4 separate regions of the Sus scrofa genome follow, and regions 2, 3 and 4 are each linked to region 1. A link is a contact called in public HiChIP or PLAC-seq data. All regions are on one chromosome and are shown on one strand. The core of a region is the stretch at or near the end of the contact, and the rest is flanking DNA. Distances in the headings are between cores, read along the strand shown.

The links. HiChIP or PLAC-seq counts read pairs in DNA pulled down with a chosen protein or histone mark.
Region 2: a contact with region 1 is called in an H3K27ac HiChIP or PLAC-seq map of skeletal muscle, with 9 times the contacts expected there. The contact joins two enhancer-like sites. A contact is called at or near these places in 4 of 47 Hi-C or Micro-C datasets (fetal skeletal muscle, heart right ventricle, skeletal muscle and 1 more) and 1 of 2 datasets of contacts at active chromatin or transcription factors (skeletal muscle).
Region 3: an H3K27ac HiChIP or PLAC-seq map of skeletal muscle shows a contact between it and region 1, with 9 times the contacts expected there. The contact joins two enhancer-like sites. A contact is called at or near these places in 1 of 47 Hi-C or Micro-C datasets (skeletal muscle) and 1 of 2 datasets of contacts at active chromatin or transcription factors (skeletal muscle).
Region 4: a contact with region 1 is called in an H3K27ac HiChIP or PLAC-seq map of skeletal muscle. The contact joins two enhancer-like sites. A contact is called at or near these places in 2 of 47 Hi-C or Micro-C datasets (both in skeletal muscle) and 1 of 2 datasets of contacts at active chromatin or transcription factors (skeletal muscle).

The regions. Positions count from the first base shown.
Region 1 is chr1:208,148,758-208,151,457 of Sscrofa11.1, forward strand. All of the region lies in intron 1 of LOC100514506 (a long non-coding RNA gene), which reads right to left. Among named protein-coding and RNA genes, the nearest start is that of NFIB, 32 kb to the right of the region's middle. Within about 2 kb of position 1,339, at least 36 of the 83 cell types and tissues checked have an H3K27ac peak or open chromatin away from gene starts, as enhancers often do. A contact at or near this core is called in fetal skeletal muscle and skeletal muscle, where this site is marked.
Region 2 is chr1:208,784,350-208,787,049 of Sscrofa11.1, forward strand. No RefSeq gene overlaps it. Among named protein-coding and RNA genes, the nearest start is that of MPDZ, 400 kb to the right of the region's middle. Within about 2 kb of position 1,377, at least 7 of the 83 cell types and tissues checked have an H3K27ac peak or open chromatin away from gene starts, as enhancers often do. A contact at or near this core is called in fetal skeletal muscle and skeletal muscle, where this site is marked.
Region 3 is chr1:208,702,628-208,705,327 of Sscrofa11.1, forward strand. No RefSeq gene overlaps it. Among named protein-coding and RNA genes, the nearest start is that of MPDZ, 480 kb to the right of the region's middle. Within about 2 kb of position 1,309, at least 5 of the 83 cell types and tissues checked have an H3K27ac peak or open chromatin away from gene starts, as enhancers often do. A contact at or near this core is called in skeletal muscle, where this site is marked.
Region 4 is chr1:208,824,063-208,826,762 of Sscrofa11.1, forward strand. No RefSeq gene overlaps it. Among named protein-coding and RNA genes, the nearest start is that of MPDZ, 360 kb to the right of the region's middle. Within about 2 kb of position 1,254, at least 16 of the 83 cell types and tissues checked have an H3K27ac peak or open chromatin away from gene starts, as enhancers often do. A contact at or near this core is called in skeletal muscle, where this site is marked.

The sequences.
Region 1 (2,700 bases), core at 89-2,588:
CTACCCCAATTTAATGTCAGGGCGGGATTTGCTGCAGAGTTTGCTGGAAAGAATGTTATTCAACGCGCACCAGACCCGGGCTGTGTGCTTCCCAAGTGAAACTTGCAGCCCCAGGGCCAGACGGAGCTATCCTTCCCACAGGTTCTTGTGAGAGAAAAGCACCCCCTATCCCCAGTCTCCGAAATTTCCTCCAACGGGCTGCAAAGGCTCAAATTGTCCTTCCTAGCTCCGCTCCCTCATCCAGTTAGGTTGTGTAAAAATACGGAGATTCTGTTTGCTCTCAAGAACAGAGTGATTTCCCTCAAGAAACTCCTACAAGAGCTTTAAGCAGCCTCTGCGTTGCAGCGCGTCCAAGCCGCCGCGGAATTTTCCGATTTTCAAGAGGTAGTAAAGTGAATTTCGGTGCAGAGAAAAGTGAGGGGTGTTATCGTTGCAAGGTGGGGGTGGGCGCGAGGAAGAGCTAGGAGGCTTTTTGTTTTCTAAAGTTAGACTTGCTCCAAAGTGCCAGTACAAACTGCAACGCGTTGTGGTTTCCGAATTTAGAGAATCGTGTGGAGTTTGTGCCCACCCCTGCGGCCAGGGGCCCCACACAGCGTTCTGGGGCCCACCTCCCTGTCCCCAAGAGCAAGCGGAAGCCGGGGGCGGAGTGGGGGGGGCAACTCTCTGGGCAACGCCAGGCGCAGCTGACTTTGTCCGATACTCTCGACTCTTTGGTCTTCTCCCTTCTTGTGCCAACCCAGAACCATTCCGTCGCCGCCAGGATTGCACCGGGTGGGGGCGGGGGGGTGGGCAGGAAGGAGGGCCAAACGTCTAGGCTGCGGAATCTCCCAACAGGTAGTTTCACCCGGGAGCAGGCCAGGCTTAAATATCAAAGGCTGGGCCGACCAGACCGCCTTAAGCTGGAGCCCTGACGCAGTCACCTAGGGAGCCGGAGAAGGAAAGTTGCGTTAAGGGAGTCACTTTTAAATAACCCTGTTTTCTCTCCAATCTCCAACGTATCTCGAAATAGCGCGAGCTGTGTCGTTTGGAATGGCACTCCATGAGCCTAAATAAGCTGCTTCAGGCTGTAAATTCATATCCAATTTGGATTCTTCCCGTTCCCCCCGCCCCCAAACCCCAGTAGTTAGTACAGAACCCAGTTCGGCTTTAGAGCGGTAGGTATTTATTTGAGAATTGGGAGATTCCTCTTCGAAACGCCCTAGGCTCCAGAGCAAAAGAGGAAAAGGCTGTGTTGCACTTGGATGGTATAATTGAATTATGCCTTTCCCTGGTGCGCAGTGAGGAAAAGCAGAATGCCAGGCCGTATGCGGCATGGGCGGGCTGCGGCCTCGCGCTCCAGCGAGCGCACCACACTTCCTTCCCAGGGTGCGGGGAGAAGTTGGGTTGGGCCACTCACTGTGTCCTGCCTCCAGCAAGGAGGATCTGGCTGGGAAGTCGGCAGAAGCCTGATCATAGCTCCGTGGCTCCCACCCCTTCCGGCGCACTCTCCCAAATGTGCCCACCTGAGGCCTTGGGCGCACGTGGTGCGCGGAGACCCGGTGCGCGACTGGAAACCGAGCAGAGCTCCCCAAGCATCCCTGGCGCCCGCACGGCCCTCGCTGGGTAGGGGAAGGTGGGGGACCGAGCTCTTGAGCCGACGGATCTAATCCCGCCTTGGCAGACAAGTCTTTACTGCTGAAGCTCCGAGCCATCGCTGAGTACCGTTTTCGGCACCAATACAACCCGCCGAACTCCCAGCTCCGCCCGGTCTGTCTCCTAGAGAAACGTCCTCAGACTCCCCACAGTCCTTTGGCCCCTTGAAGCCTCTGGGGCTGGGGCGGACCTGACCTGGGAGACTTGGATCTTTAACTGCTTCAGGACCTGGTCTCCCAGTAGCACCCAGCCCGCTCCCCCGTGCCCATCCAAGCACAGCTTGTTGCCCTGCGTCTCCGCTGCTAACCGTGCTACCAAAACTTTCCAAAGTTTTCTTCGCGCTTTGCCACCTCCAGTTCCCCTAGGCTGGTGCAGGCAGGAGGAAGAAAAAGAACCCCCCCACCCCACGCCACCTCCATCTATCCTTCTCTCCTCTCCCTCCCACCTTCGGCCTCCCTTGTGAGTCCAAACCTTGAGAGTGGGAGCGCGCGTTGCTGGAGCCCCCGTAGGCACCGACTCTGCAGGGGATAGAGTTCAGAGTTGGTTCCACATCCCCCCACTCTGTGCGCCGTGGCCGTTCCCGCCCCCTCCTCCCCCACCTCGTTTGCAACTCGGGGACCTGAGGGCTTGTAGTTTAGTTTTGTTCAAATTTAGCTTTTTTTTTTTCCAGATTTTTTTTTTTCTTTGAGATTCCACCCTGCTGGAGCCTCGAGATTCCGCATGCCTTCCAGTTTCCCGGCGTGGGGATCGGGAGTCACATCCTTCGTGCCGGGCGGGTCGTTTCCCCCGAGTGGGGCGAGGGGCTCTCAGGCCGAGATTTCTCCAGCTGGGTTTTGTCTCCCTGGGAGACCCTCCGTCCTGGTGTGGGGCAAATTCCTGCTGGAGCTGGTCTCAGTGCCAGCCTCCTGTGCCTCTCCCCCACCCCCACCCCCACCCCCAACCCTCCCCACCAGAACTGTAGATGCAGCCGGTTCAGGGGATGTTTTTATGCCCGTTTAGGGAATGGGACTAGGCAGGAGAGGGGAAACGCTGTTTTAATAACTTCGTGGTCTTCCCACACACGGGAAA
Region 2 (2,700 bases), core at 127-2,626, 640 kb after region 1:
ATTGTATTAAAAAGTCTTTCAGATGAACAATAGTTCAGGTCGGTTTCTATATGTGCCTGTATACTCTCTTTTATTTATTTATGTGGCAACTCTATTGTCTTCAGCTCTTAATTTTATTACCTATAAATTAATTGTATTCATTTTTGATACTTCTCTCCATCATAAAGAAACTTGGGTCCCAGCTTTAATACTTATTACAAATATAACATTGAAAAATAAGTTAAATTCCTGAGCTTCCATTTCCTGACCTGTAAGTGGGGGATAATGCCTCATGGTCTTCTTATAAAGATTAAATATAAAATAGGAAGGAAAATATCTGACAAGAAGTAGGTGGTCAAAAATTGCTCATTTTCTTTCCTTCTTACCCCTTATTGCACCTTATTCTGCCTTGTGAATTAAAAGCATCTACTTTTTATCTAAGCCATACCTCTATGATTTCAAAACATCTGGCTAAAGAGTGAAAATGAATGCAATTATCCAGGTGTTTGGCCTGTAAGATGACAGATATCAAACACTTAGTACCATCTGGGTGATTGGCATATTTTTTTTCACCTTCGTCCAGATGTATGTGGATATTGCCTTGGTCAAAGGCAAAAAAAAAAAAAATCACAGGGACTTTTCTTAAATCTTAATAACTTATTTTTTCAATATTATTATTGGGGTATCTTTTATTCCCTTTGATATATGCTTTGTTCAATCTACCTTTGGCAATAAAACCATTATTTAATTTTATCACTTGAAATATAGGAATTAAAAAAAAAAGGAGTAAATGATTGTATAGATTTCAAACCCCATGTTTCTACTCAAAAGTATTAAGGACAAGAAAAACTAAGTAATGTTTCCAAGTTATAGAGTTAGAGAGTAGAGCAGAAAAAATGAAGTCTCTTGACCTTAACCTGTAGACTTCACCTATTTTCTGTCTTCTTTCATCCACGTCATGTGTAGTTTTAGCCAATGCATACAGAACTGTATTTACCCAATTTGTATACACTCACAAGCATGCATAAGTAGCAACTTTTCTTCCTGACAGTCATGTTAGTCTGACATTATCTTTTCCCAAATAATTTTTCAAACTTTTGTTAGCAAGCCAGAGAGAACAAGCCAGGCTCCAATGCACTCACTCACACATGCATCCAGTAACTAAGATCCAACATCTGCCATCCAGGGCATTGCTTAAATAGATGTCATATTGAAATCTGGTATCCTGTGAGCAGCTGATGCAATTTTCCTCAGTCACAGGGATGAAGCTTGGATAACATTTCTGGCTCTGAGAAATCCCCAAGTCACAAAGAAATGATTCCATTGACCTAGCGGCTTTTCACTCCCAATACAACATGTTCTTGAGCAGCTTCCCAAGGGAGAAAATAATGTGAGAGTTTTTTAAGAGTGCCGAAAGATTCCCCTCTAATCATCCTGTGTGGATTTCACTAGCATTCCAAGTGAGTCCAGACAATCCCAAGAAAACTTTAGGGATTCAATCCCAAGAAAACTTTAGGAACTCAGTGAGATTAAAAAAATTTTTTTTTTCTGCCTGAAGACACAAATAATAAGCAGCTTCAGATAATAACATCGTTATTTGGACATGAATACTACTTATCAACTGCCATTCCTGTCACAAAACAACTAAACACCTCAAAGAAGTCCTCCTTGATAAACAAATAGTTATGCTTTTTTCCCCCTTTTATTTTAAGGCAGGAAGTCAGAAGACTGCCATATTTGGGGATTACTTAAAATCTTCTGTTCTGCTTAATTCATGCCTAAGAGCAGAAGTGGGTTTCTTTAGGGAAGGGAGAGCATTTCTGATGAGTGGATTTGTCCATGATATGACCAGCTGCAAAATAGTCTGGAATATAGAGGTCATAACAGCCAAAGGTTACAGGGGGTGACTGTGTTCTAGCTATTGGTGAGATCCTCAGCTACCGAGATAGGACCAACAGCCTGTCCAGCAGCCTGAGCTTAACTTGAAAGCACTCTATACTTACACTGAAATTAATGGTGTGCTGAAGCCAGACTATAGCAGCTTGCAAGAGCAAGCTGTTAAATGTTGTGAACCCATTGATGTTACTTTAATAGGTTAAAACTGACCACAGTGTGAGTATTTACATCATGGAAATTGGCATGTGCTACTAATCACAGCTTTTGCTTCTCAGAGAGCTGGTTATTAAATATTTATCTACACATCATAGAGACAAACAAACATGACTTAAATTCCTACCTCTGCCAATTATGGCATAGAAATTTAAAGAAGCAAAAACCCTCCAACTTTGATGTCTTAATATGTAAATTAGAAATAGTAATCATATATCATGATATTGTGAGAATTAAATCAGACATTGTGCTTAGCCAGATGTAGTGGTCACCAGATATATTATTTTTTCAATAAATATTAACAGGGCACATATTTTATACTAGGAAATATGCCTAGTGCTAGAAGAACAAGAATAAATGGACAGATTGGCAAACACCTTGAATAGATGCAGAACTCAGATTAAATGTTACTAACAGTATACTTTGGGAAGTGAAAATGGTCAAGGATGTAATAGAGATGAGGAGCCATCATTGTTAATATTCCTTTAGAAGAGGAACTAGTTCTCCATAGAGGTTGAGGAACATTTTTCCAGCCATTGCTAGACATGGTAAATAATGGATATTTTCAGATTTGAAAATGTAGAGAATCAACACTCCTGAGAATATGTGGAA
Region 3 (2,700 bases), core at 59-2,558, 550 kb after region 1:
GTCCATGTTGTGCCAAGGTTCAGAGTCATTGCATTTCAGATGCTGAAATAATGAAGAAACTATCAACAGAGGGAAAAATTCACTTGTCTCATCTGTCATTTTGGTTGGAGGCAGGATGTGGACTGTCCGGCCAGTTTGAATGCAGCTGTAAAACAAGCTGCCCAGCAGTTCCTCTGTAAGTATTTGATCCCCCACATGTTCTCACTCTGCTTACTTTTTCTAATAGTATCATTCCCCCTAAATGGTGGAGAGAATTTGGATCGACACTCCTGGACTGATGTTCTCTCACAAAGATGCTTCTAGAACAGGAGGCCTTTAGGGTACATGTTAGACTGGAGAAGGACCTGTAGTTGACCTCTTGAATGATAAAAGTTGTAAAGCTTTCTTAAACATGTGAAACATAAGCCAAATGGGGAAGACCTGATCATGATGCTTTTCTGATGACTGTTTTAAAGAAGAATATGTGTCTATAAAGGGAATTGGAAATGTGTGAGTCCATGGACTCCATCCCCTGTTTGTTTTCCTATAGCCCTGCCCCTTCTTTTCCTCCCTCTGTTCTTCCCTCTCTTCTTCAATTCCTCCTTTCTCCTATGGTCTTTCTGCTGATTGTCAGGAAGTATCACTTATACAATAGAATAGCCTACCCTGTTCCTGAAAAAGAAGCCCCCCCCCCCCCGCCCCTCGCCCCAGCCCCGACTTATCAACATCCCTCACGATGAAGCCATAGGCTCCTGGGCTTTTTGGCTGTATCTTCTGAGATGCTTGTGACCCTATGGGTTTCAAGTTATGAGACACTTTCCATGAAAATAAACCAGCGTGAAGCCCTCGGGTGATTAGTTCTGCCTGGATTGAGTATTGCAAAGAGCATAACTCTCCTTCTTTGAAAGGAAAATTCATGAAAAGAAAGTTGTTGTAAGGTTCTGGGTGTTCATTAAAGACCTGGAGAAAGTCAAAGAGACCCTTAATTTCAACTAAGCTGAGTAATTTAAGAAAATGTGCCTGTAGCACAAAAGCTCCATGTATAGATTGTCCTTATTCACTAACAGCTGTGTAGGATTTGCCGTTTCTTCCATGTTTTATGTGATGATAGTGGATGCTGGCTCTTAGCTTCCAACCCTGATTGCTATTCAGGGACTGGGCTTCTGGATCTGCTCCAATCATGTGGAATCTATTTTGGACCCGTCATGTCACACTTGAACTCTGAAATATGCCTATCGGTGAAAGGTTCTGTTTATCTTTCTCTTTGCTCAGACTTGCACAGAAAATGGAGTTCAGTCCTCACCCCATCAGACTTCTTTGTTTGACTCTAAACCCTCTTTGAATCCCCAGGAACAGCAATTTCCAGAACTTCTCGACATGGCGCCCCTCTGTCCCTCAGCACCGTGGTCTTGGCCATCTGTTCACGATGTACCCCGCTCTTCCATGTTACTCACTCTCTTCTTTGCACATCTCCCACTGGGGCAGTTAGGATGGAGATTTATGCTGGTTTCCTCCTGCTTCATGCACAGCAATCAGCTCCGTCCTTTCCTAGGACACACAGCTGCAGATGCCTCTCAGGAGAGAATCCACCACCACCACTGAGCATGGCTGCCTGGCCTGCAAGAGGCCAGAGAGAACATCAGTGCTGGTCCTGTGTGGCCAGGGAAGCCTGTAGGGTATGAGGAGGGAGGGAACAAAGCAAAGAGGCTCCCTGAGAGGAAAGAAGTAGCCAAGCTCAGAGGAATGAACACAGATCCAGACAGGCTCGTAGGACCAGCCTTTTGGGTCCCAGAGCAGAGTTCTTCATTTCTTCTGGAAATATGGAGATACAAGGGAATACCCTGTACTTTTGTCAGTTTCTAGACATTGGGGTGCTTCTCCTTATTGCAACCAAAGGGAGACTAGGAACCTGTAATTAGTTTCTGGTAAATCTATTTACCAGAAGCATTGCCCATTTTGATAAAGCTTTTTCATATTCACCCTCTCCTCTGAGCTTGCTTTCCCCCTCAACCCCCTTCTGAATCATGAGCCAAGAATGTCATTCAGACATTCTGGCTGTTCCATTTCAAGGTTTAAAGCTGATATGGTCATCTTGTTTAGATGAACCAGAATCTTTTTTGCTTGGGGAGGGGAGGGAGGAAGAAGAGAAAAGGGGGAAATGTTCTTTAGACTCTTGGAAAATGAGTCACTAATTTTAGGAAGAAGGCATTGCTTTGCTCTGGAAGGCCTCCGAGTCCTCCAATGCTCTGATGCCTTTGAAAGGAGACCCCATATGCAATGTGGAATGATTGACAAGAAATTTGTTTGAAATGACTGAAAGGCCCTCATTAGGCAGGGACTCCTCGCCATCTGGGTTTGAGTTTTGATAATGGGGTCAGGCTCTCTCTTGGTCTGTGTGTTGAAGGGCTGAGCATAATTTGTTAGTGATTGTGACTAAAACACAAACATTTTTTAGTCACATTCACAGGAATTTGAGCCTAACCACAGTCTTGGGACACCACGGTGAGAAAACACTTTCCAGCTGCACTACTGTACTTGGTGACCCAGTTGAGAGGGCTCTCACAAAGCTGCCCGTCTAACTCCAGGCTGGACGGGTGCCATTGGAAACAGAAGTGCAACTTTATCACTTGACTTCAAGAAGAGGCATATGGAGACAATATAAAAGACAGACCCTACAGAAGAAACTCCCCTTTCATGGTGGGGAGGGTGCTCCCCGCCAAC
Region 4 (2,700 bases), core at 4-2,503, 680 kb after region 1:
CTTGGGACGCAAAATGGCCATATCAGCGGCATGTTTACAAACTGTCTCTGAACCCATGATGTTTGCATTTGGTATGTATCTTCGGTTTTAGCCCATGAATTTTATTTCATTTGAGATATTGTATGTGACATTCCTTTGCTCACAGTATTTGTTTCAGCAGGGTAAAGAGGAATTGTGAGAAAAGCAAGACATTTGCACTTATGTGGACACTCATAACAAAAATTTCCTGCTTTAGGCCCTTGTGTGAGTTATATATCATCACTGGTTTTTCTACTTTCTCAAATATAAAAAGGATATACTAATGCTTTCTTCAGCAGTCTATTACAAAAATTAAACAGATAATGCACTTAAGAGTGCTGAGATATAAAGGTGTGCAATGCAGTTTTTCTACTTTCAGAGTGAATCATCTTCCAGCTCTATCCCCAAATTAGGGGGTGGGGAGGATGCTGGTGAGAGACTTACTGGTATTTCCTTAGTACTAATTAAGGGACAAATGTTTAAATATAAACCTCTCACGCAGGTAATTATTTCCTATAATATTTATGATATAATTGAGTACTATATTGTATACCATAAATTATGGCTTAAAAATGACTTTGTCTGCGTTCCAAATTACAATTTATGTTTCTATGGGAAAATGTATTCCAGATTTTAAATAATCAACTCAAAAAAAAAAAAAAGAAATTTTGTATCATAGCCTACTCATAAATCAAAACTGGTAAGAGTATCTAACTTTTACCTTTTTATATCCTAAGATTTTAAATTTCTGCAGAAAAGGTCCTATCAGTGACTAATAAGATGTTTTGTTCATAGTAGGTAACCAGTAAATCTTTTTTGGTTTACTTTGATTTTTACAACTAAGGATGAAAGGAGATCAACAGGGGCAGGCAGATTGAATATAAACGTGGCCCCAATTTGTCTTCTCTCTATATCTACACCTCATTACAATGTGAATTTGCAACTCCTCCTTCAAGAACTAGATTCTGTCCTTCTCCGTGAGATCTGGTCTGGCCTTATTCCAGAATGTGGCTAAGGTACAATATGCCAGTTATAAGTCTCAACTAGAAGAGGCCCTTCCTGCTTCCATACTTTCTTGGAACTCTGCCACAGTCATTTAAATAAACTAGACTAGCCTGCTGGAGAGTGAGAAATGATGTAAGGAGAGTACAACTGTCCCAGCTAAGGTCAGCCCAGACCAGTTTACAACCAGCTGACCTCCAAATATGTGAAAGAGCCCAGCCTAGAGCTGCCGGCTTAATCTCCAGTCGACCACAGATCCAAGGGTAAACCCAGCCAAGACCAGAATAGCTACTCTGCTGACCTGTAGACTCATGAGCAGTCATACATGCTTGTTGTTTGAAGTCACTGAGTTTGAGGTTTGCTTGTAGCACAGCAATAAATAATTCATATGTCAGCTAGGTTAGGTTCTGGGCAATGTATGGAGGCTAGTTTGGAAGTATTGTGGGTATATCATGGTGGTCACAAAAATGTGACTTTAGCATTTCAAAAAGAAATTTTTTTAGCTCACTAGATTATTCAATTTTAGAAAAGCAAGCTACAAGAAAACTGTAGGCATTAGTCTGGGGGATAAAAATGAATACATATATTTTCAAGTACCTTTTAAAATCTTGGTGACCTCTAAAAATACCAATTACCTATTAGAAGGCCAAAAAGCTGTGTGCCATGCATCTAAATCTCAGACATTCCAAAAAAAAAAAAAAATTCCTCCTGCTTTACGGGCAATAAGTATCCCAGAGGCTATTCTGGAAGAGGCTATTCTTGGGGAAAGCATCTTTTAAAAACTAGGAAGTCAGCCTGCCCAAGAGAAGCAATAACAGAGCCCAGGAAATATGGGCAGTCAGATGCTAACTCAGAAGTAAATAGATCCCCTATACAGACACACACACACACACAGAGACACACAGACACACACACACACATACACACACACACACACACACAGCTCTCTGCAAGCAATGGCAAAGCCCACAATATGCAGTTCTTTAAATAAATTGAAGGGAGGAAGCCAGCCAAAAACAGCGAGATGGATATAGTGCAAAAGGTCCATAGAAAAAATGAGAAAGGAGATAACAGAGACTCAATTAATTTTTGGCTGAAATCATTCCTGAGGAAGACCTTAGGGAGTTTCCCACTCTGAAATTGTCTTTTGACAGAACCAGGTCAGAGGTAAGAGAACAAATAATACTAAAAGCACGAGGTGTGCAAAAATGAACTAGCAGACTGTGGGTAATTCATTTGTACATTCTCATCCTGGCGTCCAATCTGGTATTTTGAAGAAACTACAGGATGAGAGGACATGTTCACAACCAAAATGTGCAGAGGACTCTCCTCAAAGGACACTTGATTTTTTATCTGGGCATTGGCAGAACCTATGTAAAAGAGTGGGATTGTGTGCTGGTTATGCAAAATATGATTGAATTTTTTTTCAAGCTGCTATAGAAGGTTAGTATAGAAAGTGCAGTTTCTTTCTCCCAGATTTCAAAGGAGGGGAACCAAGTTTTATGCTGTGAATTCTGAGTTTTCTGCTCCAAGCAGTTATTCACAGCTTTTGCCAGTTAGAAATAAAAGTTGCCCTCAAACCATAACCCCTACCCTAATTTAATCTTTGAGAATAGTCTAGGATTGTTGAGTATGGGTTCCTGAGGAAGAAGTGGATGAAAGCTGAAGGTAGAAGAGATG